Linked DNA regions of Sus scrofa: regions 2 and 3 are each linked to region 1. A link is a contact called in public Hi-C and HiChIP or PLAC-seq data. All regions are on one chromosome and are shown on one strand. The core of a region is the stretch at or near the end of the contact, and the rest is flanking DNA. Distances in the headings are between cores, read along the strand shown.

Region 1 (4,186 bases), core at 618-3,117:
CTTAAATAGCAATTTTTTTTTTTTTTGGTCTTTTTAGGGCTGCACCTGCAGCATATGGAGGCTCCCAAGCCTAGGGGTCCAATGAGCTGCAGTCACTGGCCTACACCACAGTCACAGCAAAGCCAGATCTGAGCCAGGTCTGCAACCTACACCACTGCTCAGGGCAGTGCCGGATCCCCAGCCCACTGAGCAAGGCCAGAGATGGAACCTGCGTCTTCATGGTTACTACTCAGATTTGTTTCTGCTGAGCCACGACAGGAACTCTGAGTAGCAATTTTGAAGCCCTTTCAGCTAAATCTCATTCCCTATCACCTTTAGCAAAAAAAAAAAAATGCTGTTTTTAATAAATGGTACTTTGATTCAGATGATTTCTAACTGTATATTACCACTATAGTGCAAGCTTAATTATGCCTTTGAAAATTCTTCAGTATTTCGCAAATTTTACATTCAGTATTTCCAGTTAGATTGTATACACCTTGAAGACAGGGCAGGGGTCATAATCATTTGTTGTATTTTGTGCATTCAAAGTACATGTTCAAATCCAATTGACAGCTGAAGTAAACAAAGGATCTGCATAAGCCACAGACATGAACACAGATAGTTAATACGGCACAAGAACTCAAAATAACTCATTACCTTTAATTTTCTAAATGAACAAAAAGAAGTGAACTATGATTAGGTCCTAGATAAGAAATTATATTTGCTGTCTGCTTTGATTTTTGCATTGTTACCCTTTCACTTATTGTTAACATATTATATAGTACTCATTTTTTTAAAAAGCACACTTAAAAACTGAACCACGAAAAATAGAAGATAAAAGGGGAAACAAAATTCCATATACATCCAACAATGCCTTCTCTGGTCAGGCAGAGTTAACTATCCTGATGAAAGAAGTGCAGGCCTACAATAGGAAAATCCAGCAAAAGATAAAAATATCAGTTTCCTTTGCTGTTGCAAATTGGATCCACAGTCTTTTCTCCCCAGTTTTCCATCGTTATTTCCTGAAGCAGAGTAAGTTACAGCAACCCACCCCCAGATAGGTTATTTGATTATCTTTAGCATGTGGAATCTGTTACTCTCATAATGCTTATCAGCTCTGGCACAAATTGAACACATTAATCACCAAAAAAAGGAGTCTGGAGAAGGATAGGAACGAGCAAGTTTCACTGATAATGGGAAAATGCTTTTTCAGGGCCACATAGCTAATATTAAGTTGAAAGTAAAAGACAATTTTTTTTTTTAAGAGAGAGTGATAACTATAATAATGGATAAGGAAAATGAATTTAAATGGATAGTAAGAGAATTGAGAGGCATCCACCCACTCAATCCTCAGGGGTGAATAGTATTTGGTAATTATTTTGATTCTAATGAAAAGAACAATAGACTCCATTTGGGATTTTTTTTTTAGAGGGCTGAAAAATATGAGCTCAAAGATTTGGATATTATCTTTACCCCGAGGAACGTGGATTTGTGCCTTCAAATGGTTAACGCTTATCTCCCTGCAGCTGGAAATCCAGCACAAATCAGAGCCTTTGAATGTTTAAAGAGAGCATCGAACTGAAACGCGGCAGGAGAAGGGGGCGAGCCGAGCTGTTCTTAGTGCCTGCCTGGTTCTTATCCCCGCATCCAGCCTGCAGAGGCAGGCTCAACCCCATCTATCACTGCACAGAATGAGCCCGAGGCTCTTCCCTGGGATCAAAAAAGGCCTTGTTTTGTTACCTTGCTATTATGCCTGGTAGCTGCTTGTCCATGAATTCCTGCATGCACTGGTGTTCCGTGGAATTGTTGAGAAACCTCCGAAAAGATTCAACATATCTGCCGTGGTCAGAAAACAAGCTCCTCATGGAAGATGCCATGTTTGGTTTTCTGAGAAAGACAGGGAGGGAAGGAAGCTTTAACTTCCCTCTTCCCTTCTTTCTCTTCCTAGTTCCTTCTTTTTCTTTTCACCCCCACCAGTCTCTATCAAAAAAAAAAAAAAAAAAAAAAAAAAAGTCTTTTGAATTTAACGAGCTGGCAAGGCTGGGTGTGTGAAGCTCATTTCTGAGTCAGTATTTGTACAGGACTTTGGACTTGGCCACTGAGACTTTAACCCCTGCACAGGTGTTTTAGAAGAAGTATTAGTAGGAAAGCAAAGCAGTAAACCTGCGGCTAAAACTTGTTTCAGAACTCCAGAAGTTCAGAAAGTCCGAAAAACAGACTACATTCAAATCACTTCCTGCTTTGGCAGCAGCTGCCCCTAGTGAAATTCCAAATGGGAATGTGGCTGCTTTAAAGGGCCAAAGGCCATAAACACAGGAGTAAAGCAGCCTGTGCTAAGGCTGTAAACCACTTCCGGAAATATACAGCTGCTGAATCTTTGACAAAAGATTGTCATCTGCCCCCAAGCTTTCTTGCCCTTCACTAGAACCTTAAACTTCTCTACTTCATTTCTTCATATGCTGATTGACTTGTGACTGGGGGCACGGGGGGGAGGCAGAAAATGAGGGACCAGAGAGAGGATGCTCAGGGAAAGCAGGCAGGCCACCGAAATTCTTCAATCCATAGGAAGTCTTTCCTAAGTGCTTCTGAACATGGACTTGCAGAAAAATAAGATTGGAATTTTGGAAGAACTTTTGGAGACCCAGTGGTGTCACCAATCAAAAGACACAAAGTATTTTGAGTATCCAGGCCTTTTACCTGGGAAATGGTGTGTAAAAAAAGCCACCCCTTATCCAACATGGGACGTTAATAATAGCGTCGAACTCCTGGAGGAGTTACGGCAGTTAAATGAGTTAATTCCTCTCGGAAGTGTGTCTGTCTAAACCATTCCCTTCTGTTGTGGTCTGTGCAGGTGGGTTGGAAGAAGTATTGGGGTGAAAAGAAACAAGAGTTTGTTGAGCATGGTGAGGTGGAGAGAAAGCAGAGTTTATTGAGATGAGACTCTGTAGGAGCAGTAGGACAACTTCCTGATAATCGGGGAGAGACAGCAATAAGCACATAGTCCTGTCTGTTTTTATAACCCTGGGAGAAGAGAGATCTCTCAATAACACCTGCTGACCTGCTCACTGGTTGGGGAAAGAGGGGTCTTCCGATACACTTGCAGGTTGGTTGGGGGTATGTAAGTTCCCAATAGAAGTCAGTGAGGAGTGAGCCACATAACTTTTCTAGCTGGGGGCAGGAATGAGTAGGCCAGGTTGCTCAAGGTGGGGAAAGGAGTCTTACAAATAGACAGGTGGGGTGATGATAAAGGTCTGGTAATTCTTGTCTTGGCCAGAGACTTTGAGTTCAGTCTCCTCCAAGGGGCCTTGAAGCCCAACAAATTCCTCTAATTCAGTTCCAAAGCTGCCCTCCAAGCATTCAGCACTCACCTCAACCCTTTCCTATAAGCAATTCATGGTGTCACTACTCTGAGAGCCAGTGCTTTTATTCTAGAGGAAATAGGAAGTCTGGAAAGGCAGATTAATGTGGGTGTAGCTTCTGATGCTGCCACTAATGAACTGTGTGATCTTGATTGAAACTTAAGCTTCAGTTTGCTCATCAGAAATGAGAACAATGTATTACCTCTCATAGTGTTGTGGGGAAAATTATGTAGATAACATTTAAAGCAATTGCTCTATGGATATTGAGAACTGAGCTTCACGTCATTTGCACATGTCACAAGATATTACTCTTCTCCGGATTTTTCCAATTGTTTAAAAATGTAAAGCTTATTCTTGGCTCATGGGCTGTGCAACATCAGGTGCTGACCTGGTCTGGCCGACAGGCCCTAGTTGGCTGACCCTAATCTAGCTCCTAGGTCTCCATAAATGGGTTATTTAGCTTCCATCTCTCTGCAGCTAGCTTGGCCTTCCTCATACTGACTCTTGCGGCTTTTAATTCATCTGTTACTATTTTCCACTCTTCTCTTTAGAACTCAATCCAAATCATTCACTCATGTATTCGTCTACCAAACAAATACTTAGTAAGGGTCTACTCTGTGCTATTCTGCTGAAAAGAAATAACCTTGACCTCTATCTTCCTACTAAAAAGCTACCTTGCACTCAAATCTTCACCTGAGGCTATCACCTGACTCACTTGTGGCATCTTTCCCAACAATTTGCTCTTCATGTTGCTTCATTAAAGATTTCCTTTCCATTTGCACTGCTTCCATGACACTAAAACTGAGCAGGGCCTTGTGGGGCTCTTGCTCACAAGCCTTTCTGTGTCC
Region 2 (4,186 bases), core at 1,255-3,754, 820 kb before region 1:
ATGGCTTTCCCCATCTTCTTCCACACAGACCAATCTTGGCCATTCCCAGAAGCTGAGCTAGCGCACATGTCATCTCTGCCATGAAGCAGTCATGCCGGATTACAATGATCTACCCTTCCTTCATCTGTGCTGCACAGCACTTAAACTCCCCTGTATTGTCTGCTGTCTTTTATTTGGTGCATGCATCCTGGTTAGACTGCATGCTCTGAACGACACAGTCAATGCACTTAATGCTTTTATCTTTCTACCTATCATCTTTCCACCTTCCTTCCTCCCTTCCCTTCTTCCTTCTTCCCACTTTCCCATATACATACAGCATAATGTGGGGAATGCACTAAATTAGAAGTAGTCACCTTATAAATAAATACAGTAATACAAGAGTTTAGTCCACAGAGTCCTTGGTGTTTCTCTCTTACATAGCCCACTCAGAAAGACACACACCTTCTCTTGTGTCCCTTAGCTTTTAACTTGGAATTCAACACCCTTCAGCAATTTCCTTTGTAAGAATACTTAGTATTATCAGGACACATGTCCAAGCTTAGGTTCCACTTAAAAATTTTATGTATCGATTTCCCAAAAGTGCAGAAATGGTTTAAGTAGGAAGAAATTTAAAGGGTGAAGTATTCCAGTAATTAAATCCCTTATTCATTTCTATAGTGTGTTAAGTCATGCACTTCTCATTTAGAGTTAGTGATAACAGAATTGGAAACTACTAAATCAAGAAGGGGACCTCACCTTCTGGTTTTATAGATGAGTCAGCTGGGGATCCAGCAGAAACAGTCTAAATGAAGAACTGCTTCTTGCAACAATGTTTGCCCTCCCTTCTCTTCTCACAGCCCCCTTCCTACTAGGAGTTCCTCTACTGTCTGCCAAATCCTTTCCTATTAATCACTTCCTATAGACTGCCTGTATATGAAAGGCAGCCTTATCCAGGGACTTAAACTGAGACAAGAAGATCAACCTACAGAGATCTCTTCCAATTTTTGAAGCCATCTTATTTAAGCTTCTAGGATAAAATAACTTTCTGGAAGTGAGCTCAAAGTCTTCGTAAAGAGAATTTTTGTGGAGGTGACGGGTAGCTATAAGGAGGTGAGGTATAGATTTAGAGATGCAAATAGTGATTTTGGTTTTGAGTCTGTTGAAAGGAACAGAAGAGTCTGAGTACAAGCAGAAGGGGTTATTGCTGCTGTGTCCTTTGCCAGGAGCCCGAATCCCCCAGGCTTGGCAAGGGGTTTGGAGGGATATAAACCCCCACTTGCCTCTTGTGTTAGAAAGATATCCTGCCTGTAGCCTCTAGGACAACACCTCTAAGTCACACAGGGATCCTAGAACACTCTGGACTGACTTCCCTCCCCTCCCCATCTGTACAGTCTTGACACACCCACCGAAAGGAAGGGTGGGACTTTGCTCTACCCAGCTCAGTCCTCAGGCCCTTGGTCCTGGACCATTCAAAGACTTACATTTCTATTTTGAAGTGGGAGGAAAGTAAGGGGAGGAGATGGAAACATTTTCTCCCTAAAATTCCAACCCAAATTTCACTTGTTGTGTTCTATTTTTTAAAGGCTGAAAAATCAATCGTAATTCCACTCCCTTGCCTCAACATGTTTTTCTTTTTTGTAAGAGGATGTAGAAACTAGCCTTGCCTCGCAGTATTCTTTTGAAGCAACTGCCTAGAGGCTCATCCCTGGAAAAGTGATTTTTACCTTCCTGGACCTTAGATTTCCCATCTGTTCACTAAAGGAGTTGATGGATGATGTCTAAATTCTCATTTGCTGTGAACGTGAGAGTCCCTGAGCCCCACTGCCCCTTGACTTTTCCACTTGAGCATCCAGCACAGAGACGGTTAAAGGTTAAGGGTCTCTCCAATGGAGAGTTGTTAACATGCAGGTGAAGAAAGCAGGCAGCAGGTTTACAGCCTCGCCCATCCTCGGCCTCAAATATACCCCTCTCAAAGAGGCTGCGGCGGGGTCTCCTCTCTTTATTCCTCTCTCCCAATGTCCTGGCACAGCTCTGTCTCCTGGACACCGAGCAGCCTATAGCATCCTCAAACCAGAGTAAGCCTGGACCTCTCCACTTAGCTCACAGCCCTACCGCTTCCCCTCCTCGAGGTCCCTCTAGGTGCCCACTACTTTCCACTTTCAGAAATTCTTCCAGCTGCGCCAGCCACACTTTGGACCCTCTGTTCTGGGTTCTGTGCGCTAGGGCTTCCGCGGAGTGGGGCGCTCTCTCTGGGAGTCTCGGGTTCTACATCGCAGCCCCTACCCCAGCTTTTCCTCTTCGCAGCCCCCCCCCCACGCCCCGCCCCAGGCCCCTGCTGTCGCCTTCCCCTTGAACACCCTGCACGCCCTTCCTGCATCCACGCAGGGAGACACCCTCCCCAGTTCCCCCTGCTCTCTCCCCAGAAGAACAAGAGCTGGACTGTGGGCAGGGCGCCTGGCCTCACCGAGCCACCCGGACCGGCCCTCTTCTAGGCGGGGGCGGAGGTGGCACCCGGCCTCGCCGGGCTCCCCAGCGCGCTCAGCGGGGCAGGATCTCTAGAGCAGCCTCGCGCCAGAATCTGGCACCAAAGCGCAGGAGCCGCCGCCTCCTGCCCTCGGGCGCCCCCAGCGCTCGCCCCGACCTGGGGAGGCCAGATCCGCTGGCGCCGCTGGAAACCCGCGCAGCACACCGGAGCTCTAGCGCCCCGCACTCTCCTTTTCCGGCCCCCTCCAAGGAGGGGCGCGCCGGGGCCCCAGAAGCACCTCCCGCCCGCCCTCCCCCTTCCCCTCCCGCCCACCCGACCCGCGCCGCGCAACGCTGCGCTGCGCTGGGATTCCGGGAGGGAAGTGCCGCGCGGTGTCCCTGGCGTCCTCAGTCCTGCCCCCCGAAGTGGAGATGCGCGAGAGGCAGGCGAAGGCGCGCAGCTCGTGAGACGCCGCGCCAGCCGGCACCATGCGCCTGCGGCCGCTGCCCCTCGTCGTGGTCCCTGGCTTGCTGCAGCTGGTGAGTGTGCCCGACCCGCCGCGCGCCCCGAGCCCCACGCGCCGGGGCCGCGTTTCGGCGGGAAAATCGCGCCGGTGGCCGACTCGGAAGCGGAGCCTGGGGCTGCTTGGGACGTGGGGCCGGGGGAGGGGGGGGGCGCTCAGTAGAGGGAGTTTGGGGTTGGCGTAGAGGCTGAAGGGGAAGAATCGGAGAATGGAATAGAGGGGACCCTGAGGCGAGTGAAGGGCTTTTGGAGGGTGGGGACTTGAGGACTGGGTTAAAGAAGGCAGAAAGTGGCCGAGAAGATGCGAGAGAAGAAAGAGGTTTATTGAGAAGCAGTCGAGAAGGGGATAAGGATAGACGGACGTGATGAGGATGGGCTGAAATACCTGCCTCTACCAGAGTTTGAAGGGCTTGGTAGTTTTTATTTTTCACGTGGTATTTTGCCCGGATGCCTGCAAACACTTCTTAACCACGGCATCCTGCATCCTTGTTCGCACGGCTGGTTAGTGTCTCCTCGCTGGGGGAAACTTAGGCAAAAGACCGATTTAGGAGGCAGATTGGATTTCTCTTCGTTTTCCCGTCTAGCGCTGGGGACTAGGATGAGGTTTGGGGCCGGCGGGGGCGCAGGATGTAACTTTCACACCCAACTTCTCGCCGGAGCCCCCTCCCCCGCATCACCGTGCAGAGTGCTCCAGAAGACTCCCGCTTGGTCCGGACGGCTCGGGGCGCTGAGGAATGGCAAGGGTATTAGAAAGCGGTTCAGGGTCCGCCCGCGAGACTCTAGGCGACTGTTCCCGCTATGACTCCCATCTCACCTCGCTCTTTGCGCGCGGCGCCACGCTCTCTTCCTTCCGAAATAAACCTATATGCTGTCTGGGTTGCTAGTTAATTATATTTAAAGGCGATCCCAAGTAAGACCTTCAAGAAGACAACTTTTAAAGTAAAATTATAAAAGGGGATTGCTCTGGCTCATTCGCCTCTGTGATATATTTCTCCTGCACTCTTGGCATTTACCTTAATACGGTGCTTATTAAGAGGACTTTCTCCGGCTTCTTTGGTCCTCTTATTTAAGACGTTACCCACTTTAATCTGGGTTATTAAAACAAAGTTAAGGAACCCAAGAATGATCCTTCCTTTCTTCCTGCCCTCTTTCCTTCCTTGCTTTCCTTCCTTCCTCTTTCCCTCTCTCCTTCTTTCTATATTTTGTTTTAGAGGGAAAGAT
Region 3 (4,186 bases), core at 745-3,244, 560 kb before region 1:
AAGAGAAAACCCACCAGTCTTCTGAATGAGGCCAAAGCTCTATCTTAAATCAATTTAAAATAAAGGACACTGTGTGTGTTGGTGGTATAGTGGTGAGCATAGCTGCCTTCCAAAATAAAGGACAGGTAGGAGTGAAGTATCCAACCAGTTTTGCATATTTAATTGTAGTACTAAAATTCTTATTGGTAAAATCTTTATTTTTCACTATGATAAATCTGCTACATAATTCAATGTCAGTTATTCTCAAAACAAAGATAAAATTTTTATACTTTTAAACAGGTACCTGAAAATAGTCCTGACCTGCTTGTAGCCTGGTTAACTTCACCTTAAAATAGGGAGCTAAAACTCTGTACTTTTTACATCAAAAGGAATTAATTTATACAGTAATAAAATACAAATCATAGCTAAATCACAAAGGGTGTTAAATAAAAAAGCACAAAAAGATAGCTTTCCATTTCCACCTTCCTCCCTCAAAATTAATCTACCAATAGCCACACTAAAGCAAGCTAAGAGATGATGATAGAGAACATTTATTGAACTCTTACCATGTACCTGGCACTGCTGTATTTTACCTGCCTTAAGTTATGCAATTATCGCCACCATCTTATGGAGTACATCACTATCCCCATTCTACAGCTGTAACAGTACTGAGGCACAGAGAGATTAAGATTAAATAACTTGCCCAAGGCCAGAGCTGGTAGATGGAAAGGCAGGGGTTTAGATCCTGGCAGTTAGGCTACAAGTCTGAACTTTTAACCAAAGGGCACCAGTTCTCTCAAGAATAACACAATGATAATTTGAAATAGTCCAGCTTGATCGTTATGGCAAGAGAAATATAATTTCCCAAGGTATGAATCTTTTATTACTTAAGTTTCTAGTGTAAGAAACAGGAGATTCAGCTACAAGGAAAAACTGGTAAGATGAATATTATCATGAAACAATCTAGGCCAGGAGTATTCAAATACAGACAAATCATCAAAAGTATGGCTGAATGACACTATTCACAGAGAAAGAAGCCAAAAGTTGGGATAAGCAGAAGGTGAATCCTATTTCTACTGGATCTACTGCTTTGAGGGAGAAAATTCTACCATGCCCATCCCTGTCTGTGATTCAATACACAACTGCATAGATTGAAGAGGAGTAGTGAAGGGATAAGGCTAGCAAAAGAGAGTAGAAAAGGGGGAAGTCAGGACTTGGACCCTGAACCAGAGTTAGCTTGATGTCCCTGGTGAGAGAGAATTTATGAGACAGCAACGTGCGCCTGGAGGTAGGGAGGTTAAGGGCATGACCACTGGGGTGGAGGTACCGAGTGGTCTGGCTGGAGGGCAGAGGATTCATCCTAAAATGGGCTAAGATGGATAGTTTCGACGGTGGACGTTTGGGACAAGAGGTATGGAAAAGAATAGGGGGTGGGGGGGCAGTTTCTCGCTTTGGGCAGTGCCCCGGGTGGGAAGAGACGTGGTATAAAGGGGCGGGCGTGGAGGTCTACAGGTATAAAGGGGGGAGACTGGGAAAGGAAAGGAGGCAGGGCTTGTGGGGGGAAAGTCGGGGGGACCCAGGTACGCGGAAGCTGGGAAATAAATGGGGGGGTGATTCCCAGGGGAAGTAGAGACTCGCGAGGTTTGGTAGGTCCGGGGGCGGGGGTGAGGCTGAGAGACGGGAGCGTGAGGTACGCCTCAGGACCGGGGGTCCTGGACCCGGAGCGATGGGGGCGCCGAGATGAGGGAAGGGGAGGCCGCTAGGCTGCAGTGCAGGTGAGTCCTGGGGAACAAGGGGTAGCAAGAGGCCAAGGCTGCGGCGGGGACCCCGGAGGGGGGAGGGGCACCTACCCAGACGTGCGGGGCGGCGGCGGGCAGTCCCGGCGGAGGCTCCTCTCCCGCAGAGGCGGCGGAGGTGATGGCGGCGAGTCCCTGTGGCGGCCGCCTCCGCCGAACCGCATCCCTTCTCCCCGGCCCGCCCTCCTCCCTGTCTCCCGCTTCTAAACTTCTTCCTCGGGATAAACAAATCCGCCGCCAGGGGCGGCCGCCTCCGCCGCTCCCGCCCCCGCGCACCGCCCCCCCCGCCCCGGGCCCGTCCGGGCTCCAGCTTCCGAGTTGCGACTCCAGCCTCAGCCCCAGCCCGCGAGGGCGCGTGCGCGCGGCGGCGGCGTCGGCTGGCGAAGCTCTTCCTCCCTCCCTCCCGCGCCGGGCATTTCCGGGCCGGGCCGGATCCGCCGCCGGGTTTTGAATGTAGTCGCCGCGGTTTGCGCTGAGCCCTGGGCTCCCAGTCGGGCGAGCTCCTCTCGTCTCCCCAACTTTGGCCTAGCTTAAAACTTTCCTTACCTAAAAAGCCCAGTGACAGCGCCTTTTAACAGGTCTAATTGATCCGGGTCGGGTGAGGGCGGCTGCCGTTTCTGCGCACGGTTTCCTTAGGGCCGTACCAAGTTAGAAAGCCAAGGTTTAACTTGTGCTGAGCCAAGAACTGTATAAACTGCTAAAACAAAAACAGCAGTATATAGTCTGGTAGACTAATGAAGTGCCACGGTCGAACGGTTTTCGGTTGGAGGAGATGAGCCTGCAGTCTCGGACTAGGGAGGGGAGAGGTCCGCCGAAGGGCTTCTGAGGATGCTTACGAAGCACAGATTTGGCGGCATCCTGAGGCTGTGAGTTGGTAAATAGAGCTCTGTCTAAGCAAATGCCTTCAGAGATGAGGGGACTGCCTCCTGGAGTTCAGAGAAAGGTGACATCGGTGCTAAATGGGCAGTCTTATTCACAAAAAACGTGCGTGGAATACAATCAACGCCAGACAGATTTTTAGAAAGGATAAGTAAGACCAGCAAGATCAGAGTTCAGAGCTGCCTTAGGCCAAGAGTTAAAAAGCAGAAGTGAGCTTTGACGTGTTGAGGATTGTGGGGAGAGGAAATGTTAGTGCAGAATTTCACGTTCTCCAAAACAAAACCCCGGTTAAACAAAAACCAGTTAAACGGTGAAAATTACATGTAATTTTTGCCCAGACCTTTTAGCTATGTCAACCCCTTATCACTCACTCACGCCTTGTCTTTTACTAATCAGCCATTATTAGGCACTAATGTAATATGTTGAAGGAATCAAATTGCTATAATTAAGTAGATTTCCAGTTGGGAGTTAAGAAGTGAGTGGTACTTGACTGACTTCTAGCTGGGGAGTGGTTCGATAAACTTCCACCACAAGGATGTCAAATTGCTGGTTGGAGTATTCTCATAAGAGTCTTTCCCCTACGCTTGATCTCTTTACTGTGTTAGGATATATCATTTTTTTCCTTGCAGTGTTAGGTGACTATCCACTGATAAAATAATAGTAAATAGCAGTTCCTGTCGTGGCTCAGTGGTTACGAACCTGACTAGTGTCCATGAGATCTCCGGTTTGATCCCTGGCCTTGCTCGGTGGGTTAAGGATCCAGCATTGCTATGAGCTTTGGTGTAGGTCACAGACTCTGCTTGGATCTCATGTTGCTGTGGCTGTGGCATAGGCCCGCACTTATGGTTCTGATTTGACCTCTAGCCTGGGGAACCTCCATATGCTGCAGGTGCAGCCCTAAAGAGCCAAAAAAAAAAAAAAAAAAAAAAGTAAATAGTACTAGTAAATACGACTTGTAAATAATGCTAATAAAAAGATTGCAGTTTGGCAAAGTAAAAGACGGCTCTGTGGTCTTAAACTTGGATTACAGTTTGGTGCTGTATTACCAATCCCCTAAAGAACTTCTTTTCTTGACTTGATTTCCTTCTTGCTAGATACCTTTAGGAAAACTAGACTACTGCAATAGGTTTTAGTTTATTGCTGCTGTAAATGACTTTCAAAAAATAGAAAAAAATAACAGTTTTATTATTGGTGTGAAGCATAGTGTGCTTCCGATCATATATCAGGTTTGCATTGCTTAAGGCATTAGCCACTATGACTGACCAACTTCTTAGATGCCAGGAAAGAAACTTTATTATACTCATTTTGCTGCTCATTGTCAAATTTCTATAGGAAACCATTCGGATTCCTTAACGGATGAGGGTGCCTTGGAAGTTCTACTTTGTGTAGATAATAGGTGGGTAGTTAGTAAAGATCAGAAGAGCCATTTTCTGAGCTTAATGCACACAGATGAGGACCAGAAACTGAGAACAGGACCCACCCAGAACTTTGAGAACAAGATCTTATAAGTCCTTCATTGACACCCTGATTTT

What was found. Hi-C and Micro-C count contacts between places; a contact is called where the count stands out from the background. HiChIP or PLAC-seq counts read pairs in DNA pulled down with a chosen protein or histone mark.
Region 2: a contact with region 1 is called in a Hi-C map of heart right ventricle, with 2.7 times the contacts expected there. The contact joins the promoter of NXPH2 here to the promoter of HNMT in region 1. A contact is called at or near these places in 1 of 47 Hi-C or Micro-C datasets (heart right ventricle) and 2 of 2 datasets of contacts at active chromatin or transcription factors (alveolar macrophages and skeletal muscle).
Region 3: an H3K27ac HiChIP or PLAC-seq map of alveolar macrophages shows a contact between it and region 1. The contact joins the promoter of SPOPL here to the promoter of HNMT in region 1. A contact is called at or near these places in 2 of 5 promoter capture datasets (fetal skeletal muscle and liver) and 2 of 2 datasets of contacts at active chromatin or transcription factors (alveolar macrophages and skeletal muscle).

The regions. Positions count from the first base shown.
Region 1 is chr15:13,766,239-13,770,424 of Sscrofa11.1, forward strand. HNMT (histamine N-methyltransferase) reads right to left here and starts at 1,868. Exons shown (of 6, transcript NM_001244561.1): 1 at 1,720-1,868. The coding sequence starts at 1,856.
Region 2 is chr15:12,950,558-12,954,743 of Sscrofa11.1, forward strand. NXPH2 (neurexophilin-2) reads left to right here and starts at 2,505. Exons shown (of 2, transcript XM_003133263.5): 1 at 2,505-2,982. The coding sequence starts at 2,932.
Region 3 is chr15:13,205,673-13,209,858 of Sscrofa11.1, forward strand. SPOPL (speckle-type POZ protein-like) reads right to left here and starts at 1,995. Exons shown (of 11, transcript XM_001924688.6): 1 at 1,830-1,995.